2 separate regions of the Bactrocera dorsalis genome follow, and region 1 is linked to region 2. The links are chromatin contacts, called in public Hi-C maps. All regions are on one chromosome and are shown on one strand. The core of a region is the stretch at or near the end of the contact, and the rest is flanking DNA. Distances in the headings are between cores, read along the strand shown. Region 1 overlaps LOC105230770 (cryptochrome-2). Region 2 holds the start of LOC105230821 (odorant receptor 22c).

Region 1 (3,617 bases), core at 623-3,122, 220 kb after region 2:
TCCAATCCAAATCCAATTATTTTACCAACCTAACCTAACCTGAAACTGTCTTCTAAAGCTAACGGGAAACAGGAAATACACGGTTATCTGGCAGTTTGGACTTGTCTTCTTCGATGGAAGCTCTTCTTTTATCGACTTAATGTTTGAAGACCTGAATTATCTGTCTGGTTTGGATACATTAAAGCTTTAAGGCATTTAAGGATTGTAAATATTTATTTGGATCTGGATCATTCGAAACCATGAGTCAATTCTGAGCTGGTCACACATTCGTTACACTTTTTATTGTATGCAAGGGCTTCCTCTCTCGGCGAACAAACCCAAAACTCTATAAGTCCTTCATTATTCCCGTCCTGCTAGATGGTGCAGAGGCATGGCCGATGACAACATCTGATAAGTCGACGATACGAGTTTTCGAGAGAGGGGTTCTGCGAAAGATGTATGGTCTTTTGCGCATTAGCAACGGCGAATATTGCATCCGATGGAACGATAAGGTAAGAGCTATACGACGACATTGACTTAGTTCAGCGAATTAAGAGACAGCGGTTAAGCTGGCTAAGTCATGTTGTCCGTAGGGATGAAAACAATCTATCTCTAAGAGTATTTGAAGCAGGACCCGCCGAGGGAAGCAGATGAAGACCTCTACTCCGTTGGAAAGAACAGGTGGAAAAGGACCTGACTACACTTGGAATCCCCAATTGGCGCCAACTAGCGAAAAGGAAGAACGACTGGCGCGCTGTTGTAAACTTGGCTATAATCGCGTAAGAGGTGTCTACGTCAATAAAGGAGAAGAAGAAGCAATCACAAGCGAATACCAGGTGAAGGACTGTGATCTGAGCCACATTCCTCATAGCTATAAATTACCAGTTCAATATAATTTTCAGCTAATCTTCGAACCATTAGTGCATCTTGAAATTTAATCTTCGAATGACTTGTGCACCAAGTTTGAAGCTCTGCCGACCAGATATTAGTTACTTAATTTGAACACAGATTCTCCCCAGGTCAGTGGGAACCTACAGAATTTACGAATATGTTTAATACACTCATTCATCGTGTAGTGAGTAAGTTCACGACCGGCAACAAAAGATTTTCTACGACAAACTTCATTAGGAACCCTTTACCTCTAAGCAACTGTGAAAGACTGGACAAATGAGTTAATTTGTATCACAAATAGGAGAAGGTCAGCCAAAAATACTGGAAAGGTTTGGCGACCCAGGATACTAACAGGTCGAGATCTAAATTCCTCAAGCAACAAAATCTAATACCACTTTTCACTGTACATAGGGAAACATAACGAAAATCTTCAAAGAGTAAAAATTTCCCACAAAGGCTGAGTTATCAAAGTCAATGTAGCTTTTCCTTAACACATTAAGAACTTAACGCGTTCTCGCTCACTTCGTTTAAACGCTAAAAAATAAACTGTTCAAGCGAATATTAGCCGCTTGGTTGCAAATCAGACCCATAACAAACAAGTCTTTCGCCGTGCCACACGCCGAGTTGGTGTATTGTATAACGTCAATAGCTGCTTAAGCTTCAGCATCAGCGGGTATTAGCTAAATCATGCGCCAAATTAAGCAATTCCAATGCAATAAGCAACGAGCCAACAAAGTCTGGTGAATGCTGCATTGTTGCACCGACAGCCAAACGGAGAATGTTGCAAGCTGAGCGAGTAGAAAAGGTGTCGAGTGGAAATGACGACGTAAACACATGTTCGACGCACACGCACACACAGACACAGAGCACATACAGGCGCTGACAGGCAGCAGACAATGCGAGCACAACAAATAGCCGAACGTCGATTGTTGGGTTCAACATAATACCTGGTGTGACGACGAATTGGCAGAGAGGGCTGCTGAAATGTCAATAGTGCATACTTGAATGTTCTTGCCACAAGTACCGTTGCAAGCAGCGGCAAGATACTCAGTTCTGTATGCGTGCCGTTAACCACCGCAAGAGACCAATTTGTTCGGCAGCTTACAAGAAGACGTTGTTGCAGCTCGCATGTGACCAATTCTTGTTCAGTTATTGGTGTTGTTGTACAACAGGGTGCATTGTGTGCATTGAGCAAATCAACGTAAGTGCTGATCTACGTCAACGTACATACATACACTAGTCGAGCAGCGCCCAACTACTTTGTGTAAACGAGGGTTTGAGGTGCGAAGAGTGAGGAGCACTGGGTCAGCGAAAGACACTTGTGCTATCGCGGATGGACGTTTAAGATAAATGAAGCTTTTAGTGTTATTAAATTTTTGGAAATTGTTTTCTTTACAAAAATGCATCGCAATTCTAAAGAGATTTACGTTTGCTCGGATGGCTCACTTGAGCTGTAGCGAAGGACGGCGCGATTATTTATTAAGTGGCCAGGCAAAAATCAAAACCGCTGAACAATATTAAATCATTGAGAGGTCGCTTGCCCTTCAACTGAGCTTACAAAGCGCAAAGTACTAAAACATAAGTCCACAACCGAACTTCAGTAGACGTTTCGCCCTTGGTTCCAGTCGAAAAGTTGTTATGAGTTTAAAATTACCCTACCGAAAGCAAGGAACGTTACTTCCCATTGAACTATTGGTTCATAATTATTAGAAAACTCTTATAAGCTCATCTATCAGAAGTCCAGAGTAGACCAGTAAGCAATAAGTCTCTGAACCACCGAACCATTTTACTTGGCATTTTTTTGTATGATTTCCTTGAAGCTCAAAGAAGAAAACTGTGACCTCTACCACATATATAAAATTCTAGCATACTGCTACAATATTTCTTGGGTGATTGCTATGTGCCTTTCCTGAACTGGTCACCCGCGACTTGCTATCTTCTGAGACCCACAGTATCAACCCGATAGACTTGGGGCTGTCTCCTAAATGAGTATGGTTGCAAAGATACCCTGCCTTTTACGTAATTCTTACTACGACTCAATGTTTATTATAATATATGATACATAAATTGCCGGGATTTGAGGCCAAACTGCTTTACTAGAAAAACAGAGTAACGACTTGGGTTTTGGATAAACTTCTCCAACAAGGCGTTCACTTCAAATGCGCTTTTCGTTATATTTTAATTCTTTCTTCGGAGTTCATATCTTAGTGGGCTAACACTAAAGCTTCTAGACTTCGGTGGTGCTTTCACAGCTATCTCGAGGCAAAACTTGTCAATATCAAATGATGATCAACACGTCAATGAAATAAAGGATTTGGTGCCTGAGAATCGACTTTTAATAGTCGGAGATCTTACTGGCATCGTTGCAATATCGGAAGGAGCAGTGAAAACCAATTTGAAAGAATATTTGGGTCTAAGCTTTTCTTAAAAGCACGATTGGTTCCAAAATCACTCAATTTTTTCGAAAACCGGCGTCACGTTAATGTCTTGAAACGCATTATTACTGACGATGAGTGTAGGATATATGCTTACGGCTCTGAAACAGACAATCAGTCGCCCGAATATCGTGGCAAAGGTGAGCCGAAGCCGAAAAAACCACGTCAAAAATCAAGATTATTGTCAGTTTTCTTCGATTATCGAGGTGTGGTGCACTCCGAATTTCTTCCGACCGGCCAAATCCGAGATACATATGTATATAATTATCTTTTCAAACTATACGATACACTCAGATACATGTAGCCACCACC
Region 2 (3,576 bases), core at 164-2,663:
CTATTACTAAAGCCATTTATTGGACTTCTTTCTACTTGATTTTATAAAGGAAATACTTTTCGAGGTTCCTTACTTTTTTAAAGGAACAACACAGAGACTTCAAATTTAATGGAGAATGCTTATCATAATTCGAAAGAACATTCTTTAGCATTTATTTTTTGAAGATAATCTTTTTCAAATATTGGCCGCGGCTACGTCTCAGATGGTCCATCCGTTGAGCCCAATTTTCGATTCAATTCCAAAGCCTGAATCGAAGCGGGATTGTCTGCATAGGATTTCGATTTTACAAATCCCCATAAGAAAAAGTCTAACGGTGTGGTATCTTATGATCTTGGGGACCAATCGATTGGCCACAACCGTGAATAACGTTAGTACGATCTGGTAAGAACGGCACCAAACCAATTCTCCACAGTCTTCGTGTACACTCTCAACTATGATTACTATATTTTCTTCACTGTGGTATATTCGGTTGAATAGTTCGCTCAGTATACCGAGTATACCGATTATGTTGGCCTTGAGTTGAGCAAAACGCGCGATATACATTCTCCAAAGGATCGAAAACGGGCATGAAGGGAAAATATTACCGAAAGCAAAAAAAAATTTTCAAAAATTAAAATTTTGCTTGAATGCAGCATTCTTCTTTATGTACAGAGTTACAGAATGCGTATGAAAATTTGATCTAAGACTGAAAAACTATACTCGTAGAAGCCTATTACATTTTATTCAAAAACACAGGAAAGTCCGGCATACTTAGAATTCCGGATTTTCTACAATATCGGCCATCAATATGTTCTCATGAAAAGTTTCTTAACTTTATTGAGTTTTTCGTCTTCTAACGAAATAAAATGTTCGTGGACGCTAGAATCCGTCTACTAAATCAGATCTCCTATGAAAATGTGTATTCAATTAGAGCAACTCGTATTTAGTTAAGCTCTAAACTGTTCAGTTGGTGTAGCGCTGTGAGTTTCTCTCACTTCTTTTAGGGTTATAAGTAGCCCTCCTAATCGTAGCCTTCGCGACCACCACACACGACTATCACATACAACCTAAAAGCTGCCCCCTCTGAACCCTGTAAATGTTTATGAACTTTTTCTCAGTTTTTGTAATTAAAAGTTTCACCGCTAAATGGAAATTACGAATTTTGAATTAAATATTTTTATGATTTTGAATGCATTGTTATGAATTTAAAATTCGGGTGGCCAACTACATTAGAAGTTACACAACTTTCTGGCATGCACTATGATTATTAGCCACATAAACACACGCGCATGTGCGTAGTTATATAGTTATAAATAGCATGTAGATGTGTTTAGTAATTATAGCCTGTGGGCGTAACCCATGCATGTAACATCAGCTAATGCTGCTTTCACCTAATTACGGTACGATGCTATAAAATAAATGGCGCCAATTCGGTTAGCAACATTCGTGTCCACGCATTTCGAGCGTTAAAAGCTACGCATTGCTGCTGACACACACTCGTTGTTGCCTTGAAATTAGCATACCACTTTGTACGCCGCCGTTAGCTGTTCAGCTGTCATAAGATGCGCCGTCTGTTGGGTCCACAGGTGCCCATCGAACGCAGCTTCTTTCGCATTCCGCGCTTTTCGGCTCGCGTCGCCGGTTTTTGGCCACAATCAACTAATCGGCATCGTTCATGGCTAACTGCGTTGCGTTTCTACGTGAATACCTTTGCCGTGGCCGTCGGCGGTTTCGGTGAGGTTTCCTACGGTTTCGTTTATTTGTACGATCTTTTTAGCGCGCTCGAGGCTTTCTGTCCGGGAATTACCAAGGTCATTTCACTATTGAAGATGACCATATTTTTTGGGCGCCACAAGCGTTGGCAATATGTGATTAATAGTATGCACCAATTGTTGTTGCTAGGTAAGTGCTGCGGGCCGTAATGCCCTAACGCGTAAAGGGTGGTTCTTAATGTGTGTTTTAATCATTTGATTTTTACGGGCTCTGAGAATATTGATAAAAATTCAACGGCGAAGCTGAACAACTTTTTAAAAGATTCATAAGGAATGTGCTTCCATTAAAGTGAGTTTTTTTGTCGAAACGAGGTTCCGACTGTGGGTGCTGGTTTGGGCAGTAAGTTAGCGAGACTGTTAAGTGAGTCAAGCACATTTTCGGTCTCCGTCTTTGTGCGAATGTTTCTGCCGTAGCTTAGCCTTTGACCTGAGCCTAACCCTTAAGTGAGGTTGAGTTCCATGGCTCATAGACGTTTGATATATGTTTATTTGATGGAAATCGAAAACGTGGACTCTGAATGAAAAGGATTGGAGTCGTGGTATCCTCGGCCAAAATTTAATAACCTATAGGTTAGGTTCAGTTCCATGGTTGATAGAGGCTTAATATATGTTTCTTGGTCGGAAATCGAAAACATGGACTCGGACCATCTTAAATTTCAGTAAAATATGGTGTTATACCACTGATTCGGCTGAAGATTTTTATTTGAGGGATACCAAGAGCGACCAATTCTTTCGCTTGAGTTCCGAAATGATAAAACTCACCTTATGAACCACCCTTTACATATGCACATCGCAGCCTGCAAGTTTTGTCGTAAAATCCAAATATTCGTGTGCATATGTGCCCTAATTTTGGCGTAGTGCCTCCGCAGCAATTGTTGTTTTTGTGTAACTTTTCTATTCCACATTTGTTACTTCGCACTACCGCAGACACCAGCGCCGAAAAGCGCCGCATCGTGGAGCCACTGGCCTCGTTTGGTTCCGCGTTGTCCTTTGTGCTGCTCTTATCTGGTTCGCTAACGAATACATTTTTCAACATTTTGCCGCTGCTGAAAATGGGCTACTACAAGTGGCAGTCGCTGGAAGTCGAGCTGTTATTGCCCTTCAATGTTATGTAAGTGAGCTTATGCATTATTTTGGTAGTATTTTTCGCACTCCGTTTCTGTTGCAACTCGCGCTGAGCATTAAATCTTAATTGCAAAGTTATTTTCAGGCTTATAAAGCTGTAGGAATATAGAAAAGTGAGAGTTCTTTTAGCTTAAGGGCTTATCCTTGACCGCAGCCAGTACAATGCGGGCCGCATAGTGCGAAGAGTTGAGAAGTTGTGGCATTAGCGTAAATTTTTTATACTACAGATGGAAATATCACTACTTGCTTGTTATAGAAAAATGTTGGGCTGACCAATTAGTGACTTGGAATGACCATGCCAGCAGAGGTTTAAGTTGGTAGTGCCGATCGCGGGTTCGGAATAATTTTTGATTCTGTGAAAACTACAGAAAATAATGAATTCTGGAATTTAGTTTATTTTACAATCACAAAAAAGATACACATTTCCATGAAACGCTGTCCATGGAGAGGAGTCCTTAGCAGGTTTTTCATTATTGCACTACACCGCACTTATAATTACTGCTGTCGTAAACATCGCAAAGTAATTTTGAGGCGTTCTGCCCAGTTGAAGTGCCTATTTTGTTCAAGGACGTAAGCTCGGTATTCAATACATGATATCCGCTGAGGATTCACAGCTAGTAAGAAGCTCTTTTTTAATTTAAATATTAACGAGACAGATATCGAGTTCTATTATCGTTATACTCTTCACACCTTCGACGAA

What was found. Hi-C and Micro-C count contacts between places; a contact is called where the count stands out from the background.
Region 1: a contact with region 2 is called in a Hi-C map of whole body, with 2.8 times the contacts expected there. The contact joins the enhancer-like site here to the promoter of LOC105230821 in region 2. A contact is called at or near these places in 2 of 2 Hi-C or Micro-C datasets (both in whole body).

The regions. Positions count from the first base shown.
Region 1 is chr1:111,712,294-111,715,910 of ASM2337382v1, forward strand. All of the region lies in intron 3 of LOC105230770 (cryptochrome-2), which reads right to left. Among protein-coding and RNA genes, the nearest start is that of LOC105230769, 18 kb to the right of the region's middle. Within about 2 kb of position 1,873, the one cell type or tissue checked has open chromatin away from gene starts, as enhancers often do.
Region 2 is chr1:111,489,906-111,493,481 of ASM2337382v1, forward strand. It overlaps LOC105230821 (odorant receptor 22c), which reads left to right and starts at 1,414. Exons shown (of 7, transcript XM_049449591.1): 1 at 1,414-1,881; 2 at 2,679-2,862. The coding sequence starts at 1,542.